2 separate regions of the Zea mays genome follow, and region 2 is linked to region 1. Evidence: chromatin contacts called from public Hi-C data. All regions are on one chromosome and are shown on one strand. The core of a region is the stretch at or near the end of the contact, and the rest is flanking DNA. Distances in the headings are between cores, read along the strand shown.

Evidence for each region. A called contact is a pair of places that touch in the nucleus more often than the background predicts.
Region 2: a contact with region 1 is called in a Hi-C map of ear, with 3 times the contacts expected there. The contact joins the promoter of LOC103632138 here to the promoter of LOC100193415 in region 1. A contact is called at or near these places in 3 of 25 Hi-C or Micro-C datasets (ear, endosperm and leaf).

What each region holds. Positions count from the first base shown.
Region 1 is chr7:22,198,071-22,205,745 of Zm-B73-REFERENCE-NAM-5.0, reverse strand. LOC100193415 reads left to right here and starts at 4,221. Exons shown (of 3, transcript NM_001138538.1): 1 at 4,221-4,669; 2 at 4,800-4,933; 3 at 5,063-5,873. The coding sequence starts at 4,313. The coding sequence ends at 5,705.
Region 2 is chr7:22,388,762-22,396,436 of Zm-B73-REFERENCE-NAM-5.0, reverse strand. It overlaps LOC103632138 (protein LURP-one-related 10), which reads left to right and starts at 4,643. Exons shown (of 3, transcript XM_008653976.4): 1 at 4,643-5,217; 2 at 5,295-5,531; 3 at 5,622-5,878. The coding sequence starts at 4,942. The coding sequence ends at 5,762.

The sequences.
Region 1 (7,675 bases), core at 2,972-5,471:
ACTCGCCGTCACCGTGGAGAAGGGCCACGGATCGCGCGGGGGGATTATGGTCACTCGATCCGCCATCACCAAAATGGAGAAGATGGCGGCGCGGGGGGCAGGGAGAACGGTTTCTCTCTTCTCCGACTAAAGTTTCCCGGGTTGCGAAAACCTAAAGGGAAAAGAAGGGAGCAGAGCGAAGAACCGTCACCGGACCCCCTCTCAAGTATATGAAGGCCAGGGCGAAACCGTTTCCAGCACACCGCCTAGACCGGTCGCGGGATTCAAAAAGCGCGAAGCGGTACAGCCGTTCCTCAAACGGCTCGCGCACGCGTAACGGCCGCCCCGCCAACCACTCGCCCCGTCGCATTAACTCCGCGGCGGGACAGGCGGCGCCTCTGACGGGAGGAACGCGCGACGTTTCGCCTTCGCCGTAATAGCCGCGTCAGAAAAGGTACGCCACGTCGTTCGATTTCGTATCCTTTTCCTTTTTCCTCTTTCTCTATCTCTTGCAACAGGGACCGGGAAAGGGGGATACCCCGAAAAGGATCCTTCTCCGCGAAGGAACCGGGCTCCGAGCCCCCCCCTACTGATCAGGGGTTCGAAGGCTGGCCCTCCGAAGGGTTCAACAGTCGCCTCAGATCGCGTGGGCCCGACACCCACTACTGGTCAGGGGTTCGAAGGCTAGCCCCCCGAAGGGTTCCATGGCCGCCTCAGGCTACTCGGGCTCCGCGCCCATTACTGATCAGGGGTTCGAAGGCTGGCCCCCGAAGGGTTCACAGTCGCCTTAGACACCGAGCGAGGGATGACCAGGGGTACGTTCGATACATAACCGAGGCTCGGGCTGCGCTCCCGAGATACCCTAGGACATTTCCGAGACCAGCGGGAACGATCTTGTAACGGAATCCCATCGGAGGGAGGCATCGAGCCCTCGGACCCCGTCGCCAGGGGACCGGGTCCGGCAAATCACCCGCGGGTACTTTTGGGCGTGCCTCTGGGCCCCTAGCCGACCCCCAACGAACGGGGCACAGACGTCCACTCGGATTACCCGCTTGCAGCTCACCGGAGACACCATGTTCGGTGCCCATCGAGGGTAACATGGCGCACTCCCCCCCTCCTCCTTGCGGAAAGGCGACGTAGGGGCGTATGTAAAAAGTCGAGTCTGTCCCTGATCGTCCTCTCGCCCTGTGCAGAGGCTCGGGGGCTGCTCTCGCAAAAACCGGCTCCGGCCGAACCGTTGACAGCGTCAACATACCAGCCCGAGAGCTTGGGCCCCGACCGTGCACCCGGGCTACGGCCAGTTCGCATGAGGGAACGACCAGACCAGCCGAAGCATTACGCAAGGTATTAAGACCTCGAAGGAGTGTAACCACTCCTCCGAGGCCTCGGGGGCTACACCCGGCGGGTGCGCTCGCGCGCACCCACCGGAACAAAATGCAACCGAGAAAGGCTGGTCCCCTTGCAAAAAAGTGCGACGAAAGCCTCCAAGCGAGTGCTAACACTCCCTTCGAGGCTCGGGGGCTACTGTCGGGGACCATAATTAGGGGTACCCTCAAGACGCCTAATTCTCAACTGGTAACCCCCATCAGCATAAAGCTGCAAAGGCCTGATGGGTATGATTAAGTCAGGGATCAGTCCACACGAGTGACTCGATCACGCTTCACCCGAGCCTAGCCTCGGCCGAGGGCAGCCGACCTCGAGAGACTTCCGTCTCGCCCGAGGCCCCCCTTTTTACGGCGGACACATCACCGGCTCGCCCGAGGCCTTGGCTTCGCTCAGAAGCAACCTTGACTAAATCGCCACACCGACTGACCAAATTGCAGGGGCATTTAACGCAAAGGTGGCCTGACACCTTTATCCTGACACGCGCCCCCCCGGCAGAGCCGAAGTGACCGCCGTCACTCCACCGCTCCTCTGACCAGTCTGACAGAAGGACAGCGCCACCTGCGCCACTCCGACTGCGGTGCCACTCGACAGAGTGAGTCTGACAGGCAGTCAGGCCTTGCCAAAGGCGCCACGGCGAACTCCGCTCCGCCCGACCCCAGGGCTCGGACTCGGGCTAAGACCCGGAAGACGGCGAACTCCGCTCCGCCCGACCCCAGGGCTCGGACTCGGGCTAAGACCCGGAAGACGGCGAACTCCGCTCCGCCCGACCCCAGGGCTCGGACTCGGGCTAAGACCCGGAAGACGGCGAACTCCGCTCCGCCCGACCCCAGGGCTCGGACTCGGGCTAAGACCCGGAAGACGGCGAACTCCGCTCCGCCCGACCCCAGGGCTCGGACTCGGGCTAAGACCCGGAAGACGGCGAACTCCGCTCCGCCCGACCCCAGGGCTCGGACTCGGGCTAAGACCCGGAAGACGGCGAACTCCGCTCCGCCCGACCCCAGGGCTCGGACTCGGGCTAAGACCCGGAAGACGGCGAACTCCGCTCCGCCCGACCCCAGGGCTCGGACTCGGGCTGAGACCCGGAAGACGGCGAACTCCGCTCCGCCCGACCCCAGGGCTCGGACTCTGGCTAAGACCCGGAAGACGACGAAACTCCGCCTCGCCCGACCCCAGGGCTCGGACTCCGCCCTGGCCTCGGCCGAACGACTTCCGCCTCGCCCGACCCCATGGCTCGGGCTCGGCCTCGGCAACAGAGGACAGACTCAACCTCGGCTTCGAAGGAGCCCCCACGTCACCCTGCCTAGGGCACAGACCCGCCACGTCAACAGGGAGCGCCATCATCATCCTACCCCGGATCGACTCGGGTCACGGAGAACAAGACCGGCATCCCATCCGGCCAGCTCCGCCGGATGGGCAATGATGGCGCTCCACCAGCTCTGTGACGATGGCGGCCCCCCAGCTCTCTTACGGAAGCAGGACGACGTCAGCAGGGACTCGACCGCTCCAACAGCTGTCCCTCCGCCAGGCTCCGTCGCACCTCCGACAGCCACGACATCACGCCAGCAAGGTGCCAAGATCTCTCCGGCTGCCACATTGGCATGTACCTAGGGCGCTAGCTCTCTCTCCGCTAGACACGTAGCACTCTGCTACACCCCCCATTGTACACCTGGATCCTCTCCTTACGACTATAAAAGGGAGGGCCAGGGCCTTCTTAGAGAAGGTTGGCCGCGCGGGACCGAGGACGGGACAGGCGCTCTCTTGGGGCCGCTCGCTTCCCTCACCCGCGTGGACGCTTGTAACCCCCCTACTGCAAGTGCACCTGACCTGGGCGCGGGACGAACACGAAGGCCGCGGGACTTCCACCTCTCTCACGCTCGACTCCGGCCACCTCGCCTCTCCCCCCTTCGCGCTCGCCCACGCGCTCGACCCATCTGGGCTGGGGCACGCAGCACACTCACTCGTCGGCTTAGGGACCCCCTGTCTCGAAACGCCGACAGATACGGTCGGTTGGCGTGGCGATCTGGTCAAGGTTGCTTCTCGGCGAAGACTGGGCCTCGGGCGAGCCGAAGGTGTGTCCGTTGCTTGAGGGGGCCCTCGGGCGAGACGTGAATCCTCTGGGGTCGGCTGCCCTTGCCCGAGGCTGGGCTCGAGCGAGGCGAGATCGTGTCCCTTGAGTGGACCGAGCCTTGACTTAATCGCACCCATCAGGCCTTTGCAGCTTTGTGCTGATGGGGGTTACCAGCTGAGATTAGGAGTCTTGGGGGTACCCCTAATTATGGTCCCCGACAGATACAACATTAGAAACCACATTATCAGGTAAAAGCTTAACACAACTAAACACCTTATGGCTAAGATATTATAATATTACTAAAAATGTAGTATTACTTTAAAACTATTAAAAATACTTTCCTTTTAAATAGATTATATTGTAAAAGAGAGTCTGTTTGTTTCAGCTTATTTTCAACTTGCCGCCAGAAGCTACTGCAGAGTGCCAAACACCAAGTTTTTCAAGCCAGTTTTATGAGAATCGCTTTGATGAAAACCGTCCAAAATCAATGTAAATATATAATCGGCTGAGTCATCGCAAATTCGAATAGAAATTCGTGACTTTCTAGATCCTAAACCTTATAAACTATTTTATTTTTCTCCACACGTAATTTTCACTCTACTCATATTAAAAAAAATCTATAGATGACACTGATACAGTCTAGCCCAAATTGCTTAACAACATAGGCCCAATCAGCCGACACAATTGGCCCGAGGCTACCGGAGCCCACACGTGTCCTCAGTCCTCACCAACGGCTCTTTCTCTCTCTCTCCCCCTTCTCCTTCTCCCTTCTCCCGTCTGCATTCCCAACGGTCAAATCATCCCCGTCTCTCTCTTGAAAAAAAATCTCCCGGAACCAATCACAATCACAAACGCAGGCGCAGGGAGGCGAGTGCGGGCATGGCCAGGAGGGGAGCGGCGGCGAAGGGAACCTGGAGGCCGAGGAGGAAACCCTCGCGCGCGCAAGCGGATGTCGACGGCGACGCGGTACACCGCGGCGCCGAAGGCGGGCGCCCTCCGCCAAAGGGACACACAACTGCCACCGGCAGCGGCGGGTTTTTCTGCTGCTACCTGCTCCGGTCCCTCTGCCCGCGCAGCAAGGGCCGCACCTACATCGGCTTCACGGTGAACCCGCGCCGCCGGATCCGGCAACACAACGGCGAGATCGTCAGCGGCGCGTGGCGGACCCGGCGCGGCCGGCCCTGGGAGATGGTGCTCTGCATCTACGGCTTCCCCTCCAACGTCGCCGCCCTCCAGGTACGCCGCGGCTCCTCGACCCCAGCTCGCCCGGTCTTGGCCTCTGCCTTTTCGAACAGAAATCTTGCTGTTTAGTCTCGCTGATCTGAATTCTGAAAAGCACTACTGTTTCTTGGCGTGCGCTCTGCAGTTCGAGTGGGCGTGGCAGCACCCGACGGAGTCCCTCGCCGTGCGCAAGGCCGCCGCCGAGTTCAAGTCGCTCGGCGGCATCGGCAACAAGGTCAAGCTTGCGTACACCATGCTCAACCTCCCCTCATGGGAAAGGTAAGCAAAAGCCGCCCCCTTTGCCTCTCCCCTCCTTCGATCTCCGTCCCTGTGTCTGCATTTCTTGGCTATTCGTTCATGATAGTCTTGTTATACTGATGTGGATTGTGTGTGATGTTGTGTCGTCAGTCTGAACCTGACGGTGAACTTCTTCTCCTCGAAGAACACCAAGTTCACCACCGGCTGCCCGTCGCTGCCGAGCCAGATGAAGGCTGTCGTGTGCGGTATGGAGGATCTGCAGTGCCAGCCCGACGGCCCGTCATCCGAGGAGGATGACAATGACATCCGCGACGAGTCCCAAGATAATGGGGAAGAACCGCCTGACTCGCCTATCCGAGATGGATTTTCATATTCTGACTACTGTTTCCAGCAACCGTCCTCTGATCAAGCGCAGCCGATGGACGAGCAAACCATAAGTGCAGGTTCTGGTGTCGAGGATGACTTTGTTGACGAGTTCGCTTCTTCGATGGAAAGGAGCGAAATCCTTGGCACAAGAAGAGGACTGAACGGACCAAGAACATCGCCTCTATGTTCCTTGGGCGCGTGCAGCAACGATGACGGATTGGAAGAAGAGGCAGGACTGATGTCTCCATTATTGATGCCCAATGCTAGCTCAGATGCTGGTGACGGCCGCCATATCCTCAACGGAAACCACGTGGTGGACTTGGTTACCCCGACTCCACTAGGCCGGCTCCGGAGAAGAGACTGTATTTCCAGCATCTGTCCAAAGATCATTGATCTGACGTCCTCGCCTATTGTCATTCAGTTGTAGTGTCTTGTATTAGACTGACTTCATCAGGTCCTCTAAACGATCATGTACTCTAAATTATAGAGGACACCATCATCCTCTACTTCATCCAGCAGTATTCTTTAAACTGTCCTCTAAATTTAGAGGACACTGCTAGATCATCGATATATATAGTTTCTCTATTCTCTCCTGTATCCATTTGAATACTTTAAACAACTAGTTTAGCAAAATTAAAATATGTACAATACATTTGAGAGTATGACAAATACGTATGTACAAAAAATAAAAAATGTCTCTAATATAATTATTTGTGTATAGATAATGTGATTTAGAGGATTTTGTTGGAAAGGAATGAGATATAGATAATGAAATCTTTTGGAGGAGACTGAAAATAACAGATATAGATGATATATATAGAGGACGTTGCTGGAGACAGTCTTAGCGACACTTTTCAGTGTCATACCATGTATAAGTTAAAGAGTATAAGACAGATAAACATAGGAACATGGACATTCTTGTGTTACAAGCTTTCAAATAGTATTTCTATTAAGCAAGGCATTAGGCATATGAATGGGTGTGGCACTGCAATTGCTAGTTCTCTTCTTTTTAACGAAGCATTGCTGTTTTCTTGAAAGGAGGCTACCATGAGTACATGTTTCTTAGTGTTGTTAATAGAGATTGTACCGAATTATGATTTTTTTCTGTGACATGATGTTTTTCGCCTTTTCAGTTCATTTTGTTTCTGGTGAAACCTACACAGATACATCTGGTGAAAGAAGGCTACCATGAGTACATCAACTTTTTTGCACCAGAGGTCGACTTCTCTTTTTTTCCATGGTTAAAACTCTATTGCATAAGAGCATCTCCAAGAAATAACGCAAAAGCTTCCCAAAAACAATTTTTGACAGCGAAACATCGTTTCCATTTACTCCAACAGGCTCTCCTTCCTTCCCCACATATTTCGGCGCATATTTCGGCGCCACGCAAACCAGGGACCGCAGATATGTGCGAGTGGGATCTCCCCATAAATCGCTTGTGCGTGTGCATCCTTGTGAGTGCCCGCGTTTCCTAGTCGTGCGCGCGCTTTTTTCCTTGGCTGCGGGAAGCTGTGAAGCGTTCGTGGAGGGGGAGTTTTCTGCAGAGGCGGCGGAGGTGGTGGTGGCGGAGACGGCTGGATCTCGTGATGCAGCCAGGAGGCGTGGATAGTGAAGCGATGCGGGATGTCCTATCCATCGGCGGAAGGAGCCACCCATGGCAGCTGGTCGGCGACGATGGCCACCACCGCGACGGAGGAGGCGCATAGCGAGGTACAATCCAAGGTGGGGGAGGTCCACACCCTCCGGTTCTTGGACGTGCGACATTTGACATTGATCCATTACCATCAACCTTCTTTGGATCCAGCGAAGGAATCTATTCCTCATTCGACCTGGGCGCAAACGGTATGAACATTGGTCTGTTAATTCAAGCTGTGATAATCTATATGGTGATTGTGAATTCATTTTGTGTTAATTGAGTTGTTCTTGACTGAATTATTAGTTGGCTTCATCATAAAAAACTAGGTCAGTACCCGTGCGTTGCAACGGGAACATATAATATCATGATAACTTATATACAAAATGTGTCTTATATTGTTATAAGAAAATATTTCATAATCCATTTGTGATCCTAGCCATACATAAATTTTGTTATTTTAATTTAGTTGTTTCACTACTACATTGCAACCATCAGTATCATGCAGACTTCGATATATGTCATGATTTGCATGGTCTCATTATTGGAGAGCACGTGCCACACCTGTCGGTAGAAGTTCCGTCGTACATCGTTAGTCATCAGGCACGCACCACCATACACGCTTGCTTAAACAAAAAAATGCAAGTGTGTGTTTGCGAAGAGAATTAAAGGCAGACCGGCACAAAAGGTACCCCGACGATGGCGAGTGATCATTGTTGTCGGTCCACCTCTGCTCACCTCCGGTGTCGAGATGACGCCACAAT
Region 2 (7,675 bases), core at 3,394-5,893, 190 kb before region 1:
ACTAAAACTAACTGGTTTTACAAAGATGGAGGGTTTAACCAACCGGTTTTAAAGTTAGTGGAATAAAGTGGACCATCGTCTAAAATTTTAGAGGGCTTTAATCGGTACCTATTTCTACTACTTATATATTATTTTTGTTTTTGTAGATTACAATTATATCAGTCTAAACAGTCAACTTTAAACTGAAGCGAACAGGTAAACATTCCTGGTTGGAATAGTTTCACACAATGGTTCCGTCGAAACTGAACGCACCGTAAATAAGCTGAATGACCATTTAATTTATCCTTTGATCAATTATAATTTTCACACCTAGGCTAGCATTGCTAAGGCTAATTTGTGAGAGAAAGAGAAGATAATAGAAAGTCGTGGTGTCGCATGCATGCAAGAAAGATCGTGTTATTAGATGAGTCTTAATGAAAGTTTTATAATTGTTTTATGGCTATTAAATAAAAAGATCGAGAGCCTGATAAAAGAATTATGGGATGGAATGAGATTTATAAAGATGAAACTTGTGTTGGCTTCGATTCGGTGCCAAACACTGGTAGTGTACCGTCTATTGGTGCTCTTTGTGATGGTGGGGATGATCCATGACACTGAGGCTAGAGCGGGTCTCCTCTGCTCGCGTGCCGGACAGTCCGTGCTCTAGACCGAACAGCCCGCGAGTGCGTAGAGGGTCATCTTCCTCACGAAGAACCCTAGAACTCGCCCCATGGAGGGACCCGTTAGGGAGGAGAGTTACAGAGGTGCCCTAAGATCGGCAGGCCACCCGGGATGTCTCTAGACGACGTAGAATTAAAGAGTGATAAAGATTTGGGGTTGGGGAAAGTCTAAACTAGATCTAAATTACTCCTATTAGTGCGATGAAGAACAAAGGAAATAAAGTAAATTTGATTGATTGGTTTGATTGGTGATTCGTGCAACGATCGTGCCCCTTCATATATATAGGGGCGAGGTCTAGACCTATTCCTAGTCGTCCCCAACAGAATCCGCGTGATTAGCCAGATAAACACGCACGAAAAAGGGGATATCTCACCTGATCTAATCTAGTCACGTACCGTTCGAGATATATCGTGGATTGCCCAAGGCCCGGACCGTCTGACCTTCCTAGTTGCCACATATGATGCTTAACAACTTGTTTACACTGTTTCTAACATCTAGGAGTCTTGATGCAAATACATAAAACCTCATATTAGCACCGATCTGGTACTAAACACTAGGATGAACCATCTGACGGTACACTATATGGGAGCACGGACGGTCTGCGGGCTCTAGGCTAGATGGTCTGTGACCTTGTTACAGGAGCGACTCTTTCCATGTGCGCTTACGGAATGGTTCGCGCTCTGGGCCAGACGGTCTGCATTTGCGTACATGGTCTTCTTCTTCGCAGGAACCTAAATCTCACCTCCTGGGAGGGACGCCGCCGGGGAGGAGAGATCTAGAGGTTGTCTTGGAGTCGGTAGGCCATCCAAGACACCTCTAGACAACATCGAGCCGAAGAGAGTGAAGAAATAGGTCGAGGACGACTAATACTAGGGCTAGGTTACTCCTACTCTTAATGAAAGGAAAGAACATTGCAAATAAGGTAAATTTGATAAATATAATTGATTGGATCGATTGTGGGGGCTCCAATCGGCCGTACCTCTTTCGTTTATATAAGGGAGAGGTCTGGACCCATTAGAAGTTGGTTCCCAAACAAATCCCGCGGTGTTTGCTAACAAATCCCGCAAGAAAGGAGAAATCCTAATTGATTTTGTTCACGTGCGGAACGTGCACGCCACCACCGCGGACCACCGGTGCATATTTTTATGGTCAACATATATCCCTGCCTATTTTTGCATACAAAAACCTATATAATTGCTAAATGGAACTGCAGCATCTGTGAGTTGTGGATGAGCTTGCATGCTTGCAGTTGAAGCAGCCATGCGTCCGAGAATACAACACAGATATAGGCCCCGTTTGGTTGGGTTACTTCGCCTGTTCGGTTGCATGGGGATTAGAGGTAGATGTATGGAGATTAGAGGGTATTGAGAGGGATTAAATTTTTTCTATTTAAAATTAAATAGAAATTGAATAAAAAGAGATTTGATCTTCTCTTTAATCCATATCTATCCAAATTCCAAACAAGTACTTATTGTGTGCTTGGCTTCCACTTTATTCTGATAAAAGAAAGAAAAAAACCGCTTCTATATGTATTGCCGCTACAATATGTTGTGGAGAAGTCCTACGAAACACGCTCATAACATGCTAATTTGAGTAAAATGCTATGGAGGAAGGAGGGGCCATGGAGTAAGTACTTATTTGCCCAAGAGGTTTGGAACCAGAGTTGAATATTTTTCTCTGCCTCAGCACGTAGCCCTCTCTAATATCGCTAGCTAGCCTAGCCTAGGGGAATGGTGGGAAAGGGTGAGGGCATCTTGAAAGAGCGAAATCGTAGAATACTTGAGCAACACTCGCTTCCTCCGCTGCAGGTGGCAGGGAATGTTAAGGATCTTGTTTCTCACTTTAAGGGTGCATCTGCTTTTGTAAGAGTGAGTTAGATCTCCCTAGAGGCCTTCCTTCGTCGTGCAGTGTTTGTATATGTGTCTGTATGAGCAACAGCAAATTGCAATCTGCACGACCAGATTTTGGGTGACCCTCTGAAGACCAACACCAAGCTAAGCTCGACACACCCTAGCTAGAAGACGTCGATGCCCTGGCTCGTTCCTACATACATACAACGTTCCACCGGGGCACTGCACCCGTCAGGCTGCTCCACAACAGCACCGACCATAGTGATGATGGTAGACCTTGCTGGACACGCCCGGTGCACTGGTTAAACTGCATGCCGCCGCTAGCTGGTGGTTGCATTGCATACTAGTCTCTCTCTCTCTCTCTCTCTCTCTCTCTCTCTTGATGCCATCACCTACAACAATGTTGAGATTTCTCTTCATGCCCTGACTGGCACATTCATGGGTGTGAGGCAATGCATGCATCTACCCATCTCGACGTGTATATGACCGGTTCCTAGCTCATCTCTCTAGTTGACTCTGGTTCCACACATGACATTACTTCCTAGCAGTTCGCTCGCATGGCTCGGCATCTGAGTTTGCAGCTCACCGCTCAGCATGGTTTCGACCGCGGGCGTGGTAAACATCGAGCGCGAGAAATGCTATATATATAAATTAAGTCTTACGGACATATAGTAAAGAAATCATCATTCTATGAGCAAAAATAACTTCTATTGGGCGCAATAAAATCCTTTAATATTTACAAAACGACAAATATAAATTGTAGTCAAACACTTATAGCCGCACTTGATACCAAGCTAAAAAGTTTTTTCTAACATTTTGCACTTGATATCACTTAGTGTCGGGTAAGATAAAAGTTTGGGACAAAAAAAAAAGACTTTAGAACCTATATTAGAGCAGTGGCTTCTTCGAGCTGTCAAAAAATTAACATTTATAGTCTCTTGATGAATGCGTCTATGGCGGCGTGGCCACGCAGGATTGTGGCAGCACGAAGATGTCAATTCATTTCATAGGTCTATATCGGTTCGTTTCTTAACCTCAAAAATATTTAATATAAACGGATACTTGATGAATACTCAGGGCGTGTACAACGTAGAGACCCTAAAATAGTTTTTCAAAATATAAGAAAAAACATTATATAACTCTAATAATCCTCTATATCATAAATAAATTTAAGAGACAATAAGTATAGAAAATCTTGAAAAGACGGACTTTTGATCTTTTTTTTATTTAACCGCCCTATACATCCCTCGAGAGACGCCTCAATTAAGGCCATGTACAATCACATTAATTGAGGGTTCTCTATGGGGTTAAGTGAAAGAAAATTAAGAGACGGTCTCTTCACGAAGACCCCCTCTCATCACGACTTTTTATACTTATTGTTTTTAACGGCATTTATGATCTATGGGCTTAAGGTTATATCATGTAGTCTCTTAGTTATCTCATATATTTACAAAACCGTTCTAGCATCTCTAGATTTGTACATGCCTTATAGTTAGAGGCGGGTCCCATAAGTTTGGAGGCTCCGGGCGGTTGCCCCTTGCTCACTCTATAGAACTAGCCCTAGACATGTTTAAATGGTCATGCCGGTCGGTCTGACCTAGACACGGCTAGGCTCGGCACGACGGGACTTAGTCTAAGCCCGACACGGTTTAGTATCATGTCGGGCCGACCTACGGGCTGTTTGAAGCGGCCAAGGCCTAGCACGGTTGTTCTTACATGGACCATGCTGACCAAGGCACGCCCGCCCTAGTAGTGGCAGGCTAGGCCCGAGCTTATAAACAGAAAAAAAAACACTACAAAATTCATATTTATTCTAAATTCAATAGATTACATTTAAAATTTTAGATACATACTTAAACACAAAATTTTATATAAGCACATAAACACATATCACATTTTATTATACTCCCATATAACAAACAGAAGTATAAGTATTATTATACCTAAAAATAGACTAGACGTTACTGAACTTCTTGTGCCTACACCGTAGACCATACTAGCGGTCCAAGCCCGACATAGCTACCGGACCACGTGTCGCCGGGCCGGGCCATTTGGCCCTGGGATCGATGTCCTGCTATGCCAGTGGCGAGTGGCGACAACCGAAGAAGAACAGCAGACCTCTGCATGTCATTGTCATTATGCTTATGCATGCGTAGTATTTGCTTCTTTCGGAGGCCTGTTTGTAAACCCCAGCAGACGACCAACCAAAAACCAATCCTTCTCGATCGGTAGATCTTTTCTGAGGCTCAGAGTAACCTTTTGTGGTTCTCTGTTTAAAATAGAGTTGCCAACTTTTGTGGTGTGGATCAGCTCACTTTGCGCGGCGGTGGCTGGCAGTAATACTGTGCATTCCTTCTTGGCGTGTTGCGTGTAGCATAGCATAGGAGCGTTGTGTATCAGCAAGAAGACGACCCTTGGTACTTGGTAATAGATGGCAGCACCTCCGTCCATGCCGGCGCCGCCGCCGCCGGAGCCAAGCGGAGGCATCGTATCCCCCGTGGCGGTGGTGGCCTCGCATTTCTGCGCGCCCTACGTGGTGCAGCTGGCGGTGAAGGAGAAGAAGGTGAGCCTCCGGGAAGGCGACTTCACCATCACCGACACCAACGGCGCCGTCGTGGTCACGGTCAAGGGTGCCTTGATCAGCATCCACAACCGCCGCCGCCTCCTCGACGCCGCCGGCAACCCCCTCCTCTGCCTGCGCGAGAAGGTACTGCGGCTAGGCAATTAATAGACCGAATCGAACATACAACAAGCAGCAATGGCTCTGCTGATCTGCATTGGCAGGTAATCAGCATGCACAACACGTGGGAAGCGTACAGAGGGGACAGCACGAGATCGAGCGACCTGCTCTTCACCGCCAAGAAATCCTCCATCATCCAGCCGTTCAAGACCGAGATGCTCATCTACCTGGCCTCCAACACCTCGCACGAGGCCTGCGACTTCATCATGAAGGGCAGCTTCAAGGAGAGGTCCTGCTCTTTCTACCTCGGCGGCAACAACTCCAACGCCTTGATCGCTAAAGTGAGTATATATAATATATATATACAAAAATGATGAGGTGCGCCGCTTCAGAGAGAATATTTTTTTTTCCCCATCCGCTTCGATCTGCAGATGCACCGCGAGCACAGCGCCACGAGCATGTTGCTGGGAAAGGACTACTTCAGCCTCACCGTGTTCCCGAACGTCGACTACGTGTTCATCTCGGCGCTTGTGGTCATCCTGCAGGAAATTCACACGGACAAAAATGACTGAATGCACACCACAGGTGTCATACATATGGTCATCCTTCTGTTCTCCCTAGTGTAACCTTATATAATAATCTTATGTATATTGAGGATTGCATATATAGAGACTTCAAAGCTTCTTCACTTCAAAGCTCCCTAGTGTAACCTTAATAATCTTACGCCCCGTTTGGATCACTGGAATTGAATTCCATTCTAATAATAGTAATTTAGGCATATATCAATTAAGCTAATTCACTTGTATACAAAATATATTTGTATACTATTATTAGCAAGATGTCCTAGATATTTATGTGCTACATTTTTACTATAGAGGAGTAGAACGAAGAGTGTCATGTAAGTTATAGATTAGAAACAAATTCTAATCATGCATAAAATCATTTCCTATCCTTCACCCTATGAATTTGAGATAGGCTTATATCTGAACTTTGAAAAGGGGTGGAATGCCAAATTCCAAACTAAATAAGTTATTTTATTGAGTGAATTCCAATTCCTTTAAAATGAAGGGATCCAAACGCCCCGTTATGTTAATTTGTTTGCCTGAATCATGGTTCTGGGATTCGAATGGCCAGAAAGTTCCTCTTTTCGTGGCCCAGTCAAGATCGCCGGCCCTTATGTTGATTCTCGGGCCCAAATCCTGCTTTGATTGTTGGCCCCACCGTACTGAAATGGACCACCAGAGACCGATGAATATATATAACCTGATATTTTTCCCCTTTATTACTCAAAAATAATACTCCCTTCGATTTTTTTATTTGACGTTTGTTAGTTTAAAGTTAAACTATACAGCATCAAATAAAAACAATGGAGGTACTATTTTTCTAGAAACGATACTATGATATTTGGGCACGGAAACCCTCTTTATACAAGTAAATATCTAGTCTGACGTGGCAGCTCGAATTATATATATTCTAGGCTGACCGACCAGTGATCTAGGATTGTGCATGTGAATTGAGAGAATTATTATTATTGGAACGCTTGTGCTCGACGAGGTGGCACGTATTGATCGAGTAACGGTGTCGTTGATTTAGATATCAAACCCTCCCGTCGTCAGCAATGAAGATGTACAAGTGTTGTTTTCTATTTCCCTTCCTGTACAGAGAGAGACAGAAGACAATGGTGGAGGATCTCTTCTCTTGTTACCATTATAAAGGGATACAAATTTGTTATACAGAGAAAGTACATTTAGTATTAGCCTGTATAACTTTTAATAGGGTTTTCTTAACACTCCCTTGCACGAATACTACGACTAACTCATGCCTTGTTAAAACTCCGAAAAAACTTCGTGGATATAAGACGAAAGAGTTTATAGTGTCGTTCCATGTATTACACTTATTGTCTCGTTAAAAAACCATGTGCGAGAAACTTTAGAGAAATTCACAATGGGAAAAAGAAGGAGTAGACGTTGTCTTTAGGACCATTTCAATGTATAACTTACTCTTCAGTACCAAGTAGTGAGGACTAATATTTAGAGGTGTCCTACTCCTTAGCCCTGCAGGTCTCTTAAAAGTCTCATCTATATATCTTGAATACTTTTTTTTTGAATATGACTGCAGAGAAGGATTTAGTAAACAAAATAGCTAGATTATCACAAGACTTGTCTTACATAATTTTCACCTCATCGTCGTTCAGGAGGTCATGATGATAGAAAAAATTTGGGAGAAATATGTTTAACCATATTACTATTTATATATCTTGTTTTCCATTTGTGTAAAACATGCCACATTATTTTTTTTAATATAATTGTGGGGATATTTATGACATCAAAACCATTTGACTTCTGGATGTGATTAGTCATTCGTGGTAGCCAAACACATTCTTGTGTGGCTTCATATAATGCGATTATCTCTAAGTGGTTAGTAAACTAAGCTACTAGTTTACGTTAGCTCGATCTACTTGATAAAATAGGGGAGTTGTTTAAGG